Linked DNA regions of Sus scrofa: regions 1 and 3 are each linked to region 2. The links are chromatin contacts, called in public HiChIP or PLAC-seq maps. All regions are on one chromosome and are shown on one strand. Each heading gives the region's core, a stretch centred on a gene start, on an enhancer-like site or on the middle of the called end of the contact. The rest is flanking DNA. Distances are from core to core; before and after follow the strand shown.

Region 1 (3,704 bases), core at 276-2,775, 230 kb after region 2:
GATTAGGAGCCAGTAATTCCGTTATTGAAAAATACTCTTTATATCATAGAAACATAAAGATACTAAAGTCATTTATATTTTCATTTACTCCAACAGATATTTATTTATTTATTTATTTATTTTTAGGGCTGCACCCAGGGCATGTGGAAGTTCTCAGGCTAGGGTCCAATCGGAGCTGTTGCTGCTGGCCTACACCACAGCCACAGCAACGGGGGATCCCAGCTGCATTTGTGACCTACACCACAGCTCACAGCAACGCTGGATCCTTAACCCACTGAACTAGGCCAGGGATCGAACCCGCGTCCTCATGGATGCTAGTTGGGTTCACTAACCACTGAGCCACAACGGGAACTCCTCCAACCGATATTTATAGAAAACGATTGCCTTCTAGAAAATAACAAAAATGTCATGTCTGTTCAAAATATTATGAGAGTTTTAATAACAATATATAACATGAAATTATAAAACCATTCCTGAGTGACTCAGTGATACTAAATTTTTGTTATTATACTTAATTATTCTGTTGCCAAATCCTAGGTGTACACTCTTTCTCCAAATTATTATGTAAACCATTGTGAGGTTGAACATGTATTATACCTTAATTTGAATGATATTTTTATCATGGCTCCTTTCATGGGGGGTTATAAACAAACAAGTAAAAAGGTAGGGATAGCTATATAATGAAACATGCAACCATTAAAAACTATGTTATTAAATTATTTTATAATGGCAAAGGAAAGAGAACATGATATTCTAAGTGAAATAAGCTATAAGATCCCAGTTATAAACACACACAAACACACACAGACACACACACATACATACATGCACACATACATAAAGTGCAATCCTGTGAGAAAATATTTGAGAATATTGAAAATGTAGGTTTATTCCTGGATTGCAGAATTTTGTAGGCTCTTGCTTTTTAAAACAAATGTCTGTATTTTTTAGCATTTTCTACACTTAGATGTTTATTTTTATTATTTTTGTCTTTTTAGGGCTGCACCTGTGGCATATGGAGGTTTCCAGGCTAGGGGTCAAATCAGAGCTGTAGCTGCTGGCCTATACCACAGCCACAGCAATGCCAGATCCAAGCTGTGTCTGTAACCTAAACTATAGCTCACAGCAACGCTGGATCTTTAGCACCGAGCGAGGCCAGAGATCAAACCTGTGTTCTCATGGATGCTAGTCAGATTCATTTCTGCTGAGCCATGATGGGAACTCCCTTCTCAAAATTTTATTTATTTATTTATTTATTTATTTATTTATTTATTTATTTGCATGCTTATTTTTATTATCAGGAAAGATTAAAACTAATTTTAAAAGAATATAAATACAAAAAAATGAAATTATGAAGTATAATCATGCATGTGCAATTTCAGATTGCTTAAAATTTACATTCAGACAGCATTGTTTCTCCTGGGAAAGTTCAGATCTTGGTGAGTATGTATTTTCTAAGGAGGTAATGAGACAAAAGACATTTTTTGCTTGGTAAAAGATTAGAGGCATTGCAAAGCGGAAGAGACCAGTGGCACAGGAAATAAAAGTCAACGAGTTAAGATAAGGGACTATCGAGAAAAACAAGAGAGTCCGTAACAAGTGGTAAAAACGTTTTCTGAGCGTTTTGGCTTATAACATTACTCAGAGCAAAGCAGAAGAAAGTAATATTTCTGTAACATCTGCAAAATGGCAGGGATTATGCTTGTGTCATTTAATTCTTAGTTATATCAAATTTGTCTGATTATTCACATACCCAGGAAAGTAGAATGGCAAAAGCAATGAACACAGGATTTAAATCTAGGTTAGTTGGGCCCTAAAAATTCAGTTCTCTGCATTTTACCCCACTTTCTCCAGAGTATTTTGATGAAATACATAAACAGATAATCTTTCTTCTAGGACAGTGGTGACTGTGGTATTTGACTGTAAGAAAAAGGGGAATTCGGTAATTTTACTTTCAGATTGGAAAGTAGAACAAGGGTGGTTTAATGCAGACAACCCTTTCCATGTTCTCAATTCTCCAGCTGAGAGAAAGCCAGTGATGTAATAAAAACCAAAATGGTCATCTAAGTAACTCAGACCTTAGTACTCAAATCTCACATTTACTAAATATGTAACATTGGGCAAGTTTTCTAATTTTTCTGTCTCAGACCCCTTGACTATAAAACGTTTTAATGATACTGTCTTATGCAGTGATTGTAAAGATAAATGAGAACAACATTCAAAGGGTACCTAGAAGGGATCGTAACACACCATAGGCACCTAATAAATGTTGGTTACTTTTCCTTGCATCCCAACAACTGGGTACTTATTACAGCAAGCCACTCATTGCCAATGACTTATATTAGTTGCTCCTGAGTTTCCATTAGCAGGTGGAAGCCTACCCATAAATTCCTAAGTGCATGCAATTATTTTTAAAAAGCATGTCTTGTTGAGATGTTTCACAGTAGTTTTCCCATAGTCATTTCCCCCTATGAACTTAAGTTTTCTGCTATCAAGATGTAGAGACTAAATTTAATAAAGTCATAATCAAGTTTGTAATTGGAGTATTTAGAATCTTAATATTATACAGAAGGACCCTATGAGATCTTCAAGTTCAAGAAGCAAACAGGATGAATCAGGCTCATATTCTTTTAGTTTACCTAGAATAGCATTTATTACAATGATTACCATTACTCTTACTATTATTATTTTCTTTCCAATGTGAATGCTCCATACAGAGCATCTCTCTCTCTCTTGCAAGCTCTTTCATGTTTTATTGTGGCAGTTCCTCACATTTACTTTCCTTACATGGTCCTGGATTTCATATACTCCTCTTCAGTGGTCTCATCAGAAATACTGACATTACCTGAAGATATGCTAAAAATTCTTGGGCTTCAACCCAGACCTACTGTATCACAGACTCTGCAGACAGGACTCAGCAGTCTATGTTTCTATATTTCATCCAGATATATGTGCTCCATTTTGAGAATCTGTGTTACGGATGGTTACAGCTGAATCAAAGTGAGCACTCAGGTCTTTTGACATAAACCATGACCCTAACCCAAGATCCACCTCTTGTTTACTGCATGTTTGACATCTTGACCTTCTTAGGGGCATTTTCAGCAACTTTGCAATGTCTCAGTTTAGCCTATGCAGGGAGGGCTCATTTCTGCAACAATCTCACAAAATGACACTCAAAGCATGCCTCTGTGCCTTTATGACCTTCCCCTAATCCATTCCCTGTTTACCACACCCTTAAGACTTCCAGGAAGGTGAGCAGAGTACTTAAATTTAGTGTTCTTTTTAAACATTAACAATTTAATCTTCTCTTTACTTAGGAAGCTGTGACTCACTCTATAGATTGAAAACTAAAAGCAAAACCAAAACAAAAGCAAAAACATAACCAAAACAATCAAAACAATCAGAAACTCCCCCAAACCAGGTCCTTAAGGTAACAGAGGATTGAAGAAGAATGTAAATGCTTAAGACTCTTGAGTGGCATGTCTATATTGTATGGACATATTTGATGTCAGCAACTTTTTGCTGTACAGGGCAGAGGCTTGTCTCCTCCATCTATTTGTAACATCAAACATAAACACGAAGTAGGGCCTGAGCTTTTTCAGATTTTCACATAACTTGTCAATGTGAAATAAATATGAGGAGTTCCCATCGTGGAGCAGTGGTTAACGAACCTGGCTAGGGACCATGAGGTTGCTGGTTTGATC
Region 2 (3,868 bases), core at 496-2,995:
AATGGCAGTATCGTTAAACCAAAAGGAGACAGGTGTTCTGTACAAAGCAGAAATTTCAGAAACCCTATATCCAGAATAAGACAGAGAATTAAGAGTTAGGCCAAGGGTAGGAGCAATCTGAACCATTTGAGGAGTTACCCTCACTTCTGTGAATGGTAACTTCATTTGTATTGTCTGGGATACCTGAACAAACATATTTTCAGCAAAAATTAAAAAAAAAAGAAAAAGGTTAATAAATGAATAGCTTGTAGTCAGATACAGTTGTTCACTTTGCTTTTTTGACTGTTAGCAAGGATTGAGCTGAGGTCTCTACTTACCATGGCAGCTGCAGTGGCTGCAGCCTGTGCTGCTGCAGCCTGGTTGACCTGGTATTGGGCAGCCTTGATCTTGGCTTGCAGATGTGCGGGAGGATGAAAGTATTTGCACTTTTCCCGAGAGCATCTCCCTTTGATGTAATCCATACACACGGTGACTGTGTTGTCATTGGTGTCAATCATTGTGCTGTCAGCAGGATGGGCAAACCGACAATCGTTTTCTCCTCTGTTGCAATTGCCACGCTGGTACTCTCGACATACCTACAAAGTCATTAAGTGCACAGGGGTGAGTCAACATGGACAACTTAAACTGCATAATGTGAGAAAAAGAATGTATATATGTGTGTGACTGGGTCACTTTGCTGTACAGTAGAAATTGACAGAATACTATAAACCAACTATAATGGAAAAAATAAAAAAATTAAAATTAAAATAAAGCGCAAGACTGGTGATAGATGTCTACAGGTCAAAGGGGAAAAGGTAATTAGCAAAGGAACCATAAAATAACTTGAAAACATTGCTAGTTCAGGATAAAAATTACAACCCCATTTTAGTAAAATGTCCACAAGAAAGAAAATGCATGTATGATACTAGTTATGATAAAATATCTAATTTAAATTATGGTGATACACTTATTCATTACCAAAGGGAAAACAGTAACTTTATGGTGAAGAACCCCATAAACACCACTTTAACTGAACAAAGTTAGTATCACCCGTAATGACATCACATACCAACCGATATGACACACTGAAAGCATCACTTTTGTTGTACTAATGCTGAGAACGCATCACCTGAATTTGATCATGAGGAAACGTCACACAAATTGAAATGGTAGGATATTTTGCAAAATGACTGATCAGTACTATTTCAAAATGTCAAAGTCATGACAGAAAAGAGATTGAGACATTGTCACAGACTGGACAATCTTGGAGTCAGAGAAGGGATATTGGTAGGACAGCTGGTGCAATGTGATTAAGTTCTGTAGACTGGTTAAGAGCAGCATAGCAATGTTAATTTTCTCATTTTGTAAGTGGTAATAATATGCTTATATAAGGTGTTAATGTTTAGGTAAGCTAGGTGCACCAGGATAGGCAGAAACTCTTGGTTCTATTTTTGCAACTTGTATGCTAATCTGAAATTATTAAAAGTGAAAGTATAAAAAAGAAAATGATAGCTTTTTTGTAAAATGTTTCCAAGAGCTATTTCTTTGATCATTAGAGATTCACCTAGTAGCTATATACAGCTGATGGAAAAAGATAAGTTTTTGTTATTGTCTATTTGTTTTATATCTATTAATTTTGGATGAGGTCCCTGAGGAAAAGTGAAAATGGATTATTTCTCATTCGTCTGCTTGACCTTGACTCTTACTATTAAAGTCTGCCATGGTGCCTGCCCTAATCAAGAGGTTCCCAGCACTATGTTCACTCGTGGTAGTTTGACCTTTTTGCCACAAGAGGGCCATCTAAACCCAGAATGTCCTTTTAATATTTTCATGCTCCTACTTCATGCTTTAAGGATATTTCCTTTTTATTTTTCATAAATCTTTTTTACAAACTGAGAAAATATAGACCCCAAGTACTCTATTTTGGAGTTCATCAAGAAAAAATGGGAACCGTGTGGTGCAATTTAAAAAGCAAAGGTTTTCTTGGACTTAAGTACATGAAGAGATCACATTTAATTCTAGGTATTTCCCCTATTATATTCATATCCTATTTTTGAGAAAAGTGCCTCCTTTTAAAAAGGCCTCATAATTTATATCCACTACATCTTTAAAAGAGCATTACAAATGACATCTTGCACTATTTGGAAACCTCAGGCTAGCAAAGCATTGCATTCCACATTTCATTGAACCAACTATTCACCACCTCAATTTATTTAATTTAAAAAAATTATTAAATAACTGCTCCATGCCAGACACTCTGAGAGATATTAGGAATACAAAGTTACTGGAGATCCCATTTTTTAAAAATCATTTCATTTATCCTCATGGACAGAAGAAAACAAGGATAACCAGGAGTTTATAATTCGAAAAGCAAAAATACTTAAGCTATTATCCAGAACTATTGTTCTCCACTCTGGCTGAGCACTGGAATCAGGTGCGGAGCTTTCCAAACCACATATCCCCACTTACTAAGTTAGACGCTTCAAAATAGGAAGTGTGACACACTTAAATGAGAACAGAAACATTCATATATATATATATATATATATATATATATACATGTGTGTGTATATATATATATATATGTAAAAATTATGCTAAATTTATACCCCAGCATAAGCAAAAAGGCTATGTTTCTGCTGAAGCAAATCTATGTCAGTGCAGGACATCCAATAGGAAACCATCTGTAATAGGACACTACTGCTGTTAGCTCTTCGGTAATTCTTGCTTTTTGAATGTGCTCACAAAGAAACTGGCAACAGCTGAACTAACACTCTATTTTCCAGTTTCTCTTACTCTTTGCTACATTGACAAGAAAGAAGATCTAAAAGTAGTCTATTTGCAGGATCTTTAATAACTATTAAAATCAAAGATCTGTTATTTTCTGAAAACAACTACGCCAGGGCTGGTAACAGAAATTTGAGCATCATTCTCCCAAAATATAAACTGAGTGCTGGGCTAATTTTGACTTTTTATTCCTCACTCCATCTCAACGTTCTTTTTATTTTCAGCGATGTGAACTTTAAGTCAGGCTGTATAAAGATGGTCATTTTAAGGTCCCTTGACCCTCTCCATTTGCTTTATGCATATATCTGTACAGTTTGTACAGGTTAATAATTTGTTTATTACAATTTTGTACTCTTTACTGTCTTGCAGGATGCAGTAATTCTAAAAATATTTAAGAAGTGAATAACTCACAGTTAGCTTTGAATTTGTCCTAAATCCAGCCTTTTCTGATGTTCCAAGAATTTCAACTATTTTTGCATGATATACATTTTTGACTTCTAATTTTTATTTTCTAGCTTAAAGTTTCCCCCAACATGGGAAATGTTACAGAAGAAATAGTGCTAAAAGAGCTGTTCTCCCAATATTCTTGCCTTTGAAAAAAATAAAGACGAAATAGAAAATCTCTTATGAAAATTTGTACTCGGGAAACCTACAAGGCCAGAGGGCTAGAGAAGTTTACCTAACTTTAGACGTACATCTGGATTGTTGAGTACCTCTCTGAATAGAACAAAGTTCCCAAAGCTCTTCAAACAGATTTTTCTCTGATAATCACCATCAATAAAATGAGATCTATCCTTTCACTGCTAAATATGGATTTGGCCTGGTTTCTCTGATAAAGTCAAGAAAACTTAGACTGTGCTTCTCCCCACAAGAAATCTCTTAGTTTCAGTATTACATTAGCAAAGTATAGTTGACAAAATTTCAACAAATTTAACCTCATAATTCAAATCAGGATAAGAAACTGAACAATTTACCATACAAAGAATTTGGGACAAAGAAGATAAAATTAAATTTGAAAATCCTAGCCACATTATGGTTCTTTTTTCTATTCTCATCCAATCTTCTTCATGAACACATTTTTCAAATAGTTGTGATTATAGTA
Region 3 (3,826 bases), core at 507-3,006, 150 kb after region 2:
CCTGGTCTTTTGTGGTTTTTATTTTGTTTTCATTATTTCACAATGAATGGACCTTTTCCTTCAAGCCACAAACTTCAGAAAAGCAGAACCTATATCTTTAATTTCTCTTGAAAATTTCAGCCAAAATCTTATCGTGAAGCTTTTTGTGCGATGGGCTTTAAATAAATGTTTATGATTACAAATGAAGCATGGCAAGCAATAAAATAAAAATTCTGAGTTTTCTAACCTAGAATGCAGAATAAATCCTGGATACAAGGAACAAACACTTCACAGCTGAATGGGGTCTTATAGAATATGCAGAGTTGCCACTTTCGCCATTTGAAAGTTGGAAGCTAGCCCACAAAATACAGCTTTATTTCCTACATACAAAGGAAAGCTGGAAGAAAAAAGGCCTCGTGTGCCTATCTAAAACCTTTTGTCACTAAAGTTAAATATAGTGCACCTCTCTCTTATGGACTTTCCTTTTCTGTTAACACAAAAGTTTCAGGCTCTGAAATCTTACTGTCAATACTGAGTGTATTAATCTCCCAATCAGAGGGTTAGTATAAAGAAGCTTCAAATGATTGTACATCCCCACCTTTCTCCGAAAGTGCCAACATCTAAAACGAATCAATCTCTTCTATCTGGTCTAGAATGACCCTACATTTGGCACATGCTCATTCACCAGATAACTAAACAAAAAGATAAATGCCTTAAATATCAAATCATGTAATTTTAATAAATTACAGTTTGATTTTGCCTTTTTTCCAATATACAAAGTATGTAAAGAGTTAATGTGTCAACTGGATGGTTTTAGGCAAATTCCACACTCTGCCCACAAGCAGCCTATTCTTGGCTCCTCCTGTGCCCACTTTGTTTTGCTCATACATTACTTGTGAATATTTCCAACACTACACTGGAAACTACTCCAAGAACAGAGCCCATCTTACCTCTTAATCCTGATAGGTGGATAAAGCATGAGAGGTGGCACATGAACAATTACACCGAATAAATACTTGCTAAATAACACTGCCTTCCTTTGAGGCCAAAAGCAATGGCAATACAATTCTTCCACATTCCTTCTCTAAACAATATATAATTTTATTTGGTATACATTCAAAATAGCTCTATGAAGAGACGAATTTTTTTAGCAAGTGACAAGTCTCCAAGAGAACAAGTCTTCAATTAATAGTTTGTCTTTTTAAAGTCATAAGCTACTCCACATAGTGACAAAGAGTACAGACTGGTATGTGAAAATGATATAACATGAAAGCATAAAATGACCACATGAGAATGATAAATAAATTTAGCCACATGCTCTGGAGGTATTTCTATCATTTCTTGGTGAAAATTTTATGGCATATGTTATTGGCATGAAAATAACTTATCTTTGAAAAGCTTCTTCTGAGAGGATCTCAGATGGCCATATGCAATATTATAGCAGGTTACAGTGCTGCATGCCCAAAACCATAGCTGCTAAAGACAGGAGGCATGCTGTGTTTTTTGTTTTGCTTTGTTTTTTCATAAACCTAAGAAATAAAGATTATAAACATTTGTCAAACTCAATACCATTTGTAATCCAATGCCAAAGCAAAAGGATGAAAATGCATTTGCCAACCTTTTAAATTAAATTTACACCTTCTTGAATTATGTCAGTTGTATAGGTGAAGTTTTAAAATTACTGTAGCATAACTCTGTGACATTCATTCTCAGCAGAGTCATAAACGGGAAACAGAAGGCTGGTTTTAAAGTGAGGAAAGATCTGGCTTCAATTCTTTCGGCTGTTCACCAGGCTGTGTGGATTTGGGCAAGTAGGTTAATCTCTCTGAGTGTCAGTTTCCTCATCTCTATCAAGAGGATGATGATTCCTGCCACACAAGCCTGTTCTCTAATTGTGAACAAGTTGTTTGTTGTTTGGGGGTTTTTATCTGAAAAGAATGTAAGCCAGCAATGTCTCACGTAAAGATGCTCAAATACAGCAGCAAAGCCTCGTTCTGCTCATACAGCTCATACCATTTCCCTCCATTTTCTGCGAAGAGTGCCTAATCTTCAGCCTACATCAGATGTCACCTCCTCTACACAGCATGCCCTAATCATTCAGCTCCACAAAGACTTCCTTCTTTGAATTTCCTCCTTTGGTACTCAATTGCATGGTGCCAACACTTGATCGTCCTGTTAACTTCTCAATTCTTTCCCCCCAACTCAATCACAGGTCAAAGAAGAAGAGAAACTAAGAAAGCCTCCTTTAGAACCTCCTCTCCACCTACTACCAACCCTTTATTCTAATAGGTGCTCAAAATGTTTATTACTTGATATTTAGCAGAACACAAAGAACAAACTGATTTCCCTGTGTCGCCTTATTGTTAACATAGGAAAATAACTTTTTAAGTGAAAAGACCTCAGCACATAGTAAACTTTAATCCATTATTGAGAAACAGACAATAATCTCTTCCTACATTAACTGCTCCAAAAACTGTATTTACATTTAAAATCCAGTCCTCAAAATACATTTCTCTGAGACAGTCATTTCCCTCAGGCAATTTTCAGTAAATGTGGTCTCCCAGAAAGCATTCTGCAGAATTTCATCTGAAGTACATACATTTTTTTTCAATCATCTCAAATACTGGATATTCCAAATTAATTTTTGGAAAGGTCCCGCAACACCTCAGAAAGACTCCACACCTGGATTAAAGATTTGCTTTGTATTCCCTGCTATTCACTTTCACTACACTCATCAAATGTCTCAAAGTCTTCTGGATGGGGTATTGAAGACCAACTGCCTTATCTGAATGCCACTAAGTTGACGATGCAGCTTCCCTTGAAATGTTTGAACAATGAAATTCAAATAATGGTTCAAAATAATTTGGAGTAAAGGTGTCTAGTTAAAACTGGCCCAGTAAATAGAGAAGGCAAAGAAGAGTTTCTAATTTTAATACTATTTAATCTTAGCTACTTTAAAATGAATATTTTCTAAGCACTATCTATGATTCAATAAAACAAATTTTCACTTTATCTTTATAGCCAAGACCAAAACTAGAAAAGGCAAAAAATAAATAAATAAAAATAGAAGAAGAAGAAAAAGTAGAAGAAAAAGTCTAATAGTAGAAAAAGGCATGTGCTAATTGTGGTTTTCACATAATACCAGCAGTCATTTAAACAGGCAAAATAAAACACCATTAACATTAATTTCTCTAGCTCCATATAAACATGCTACATTTAAAAACACAAACAGTGCAAATTTAAAATCATTTTCTGTGGCTGTCGATCATTTAAATAAGTGGTTAATATTTATAAATAGAAATTTTCTTGGAAATTGTCTTTATTTCATGAGAATTTCTCTATGTATATTAAATACTATCATCATTCTGACATTCTCTGCTTAAACTACCTTAAGCCATTTAATTGTAAAAAGCATATAAGGACCTTATGAAAACAGGCCTATAAGCACTCCTGGAAAGCTTTCTGTTTTATTTGAAATATAACTATCGTCACAACCCTAGGTAACTGTTAACTTAATGCAACTGCTTATTTATTCCCATATGTAAATCATTCTGTTTATAAGAGTGTCTGATTAAGGATCTTTATTTCCAGGAAAAAGAATATCATGGTTACACTGATACCTTCCCTAAAATAGCAAGGTCTAAGAAGTATAAATGTCAGCCACATTGAGCACATTGCAAACTTGTTTTATCATGTATCTATCTGCCACCTGGTTTATCACTGAGGATAGTTTACACCGGTGTTCTGCATGAACTTAACAGGGAACTAGAACTGCTTAGTTGGCAATGAGACATTTCCCAGCAAAAAACAATGTACCCCTAAAGACGAAATTACTCTTACTTTAGAA

What was found. HiChIP or PLAC-seq counts read pairs in DNA pulled down with a chosen protein or histone mark.
Region 1: a contact with region 2 is called in an H3K27ac HiChIP or PLAC-seq map of alveolar macrophages. The contact joins two enhancer-like sites. A contact is called at or near these places in 1 of 5 promoter capture datasets (fetal liver), 18 of 47 Hi-C or Micro-C datasets (alveolar macrophages, blood, embryonic fibroblasts and 10 more) and 2 of 2 datasets of contacts at active chromatin or transcription factors (alveolar macrophages and skeletal muscle).
Region 3: a contact with region 2 is called in an H3K27ac HiChIP or PLAC-seq map of alveolar macrophages. The contact joins two enhancer-like sites. A contact is called at or near these places in 4 of 47 Hi-C or Micro-C datasets (embryonic fibroblasts, epiblast stem cells and retroperitoneal adipose tissue) and 2 of 2 datasets of contacts at active chromatin or transcription factors (alveolar macrophages and skeletal muscle).

What each region holds. Positions count from the first base shown.
Region 1 is chr13:92,438,377-92,442,080 of Sscrofa11.1, reverse strand. No RefSeq gene overlaps it. Among named protein-coding and RNA genes, the nearest start is that of MBNL1, 52 kb to the left of the region's middle. Within about 2 kb of position 1,525, at least 11 of the 83 cell types and tissues checked have an H3K27ac peak or open chromatin away from gene starts, as enhancers often do. A contact at or near this core is called in alveolar macrophages, where this site is marked.
Region 2 is chr13:92,672,163-92,676,030 of Sscrofa11.1, reverse strand. MBNL1 (muscleblind-like protein 1) reads right to left here. Exons shown (of 13, transcript XM_021069664.1): 7 at 318-575. Among named protein-coding and RNA genes, the nearest start is that of MBNL1, 180 kb to the right of the region's middle. Within about 2 kb of position 1,745, at least 8 of the 83 cell types and tissues checked have an H3K27ac peak or open chromatin away from gene starts, as enhancers often do. A contact at or near this core is called in alveolar macrophages, where this site is marked.
Region 3 is chr13:92,525,216-92,529,041 of Sscrofa11.1, reverse strand. All of the region lies in intron 3 of MBNL1 (muscleblind-like protein 1), which reads right to left. Among named protein-coding and RNA genes, the nearest start is that of MBNL1, 35 kb to the right of the region's middle. Within about 2 kb of position 1,756, at least 5 of the 83 cell types and tissues checked have an H3K27ac peak or open chromatin away from gene starts, as enhancers often do. A contact at or near this core is called in alveolar macrophages, where this site is marked.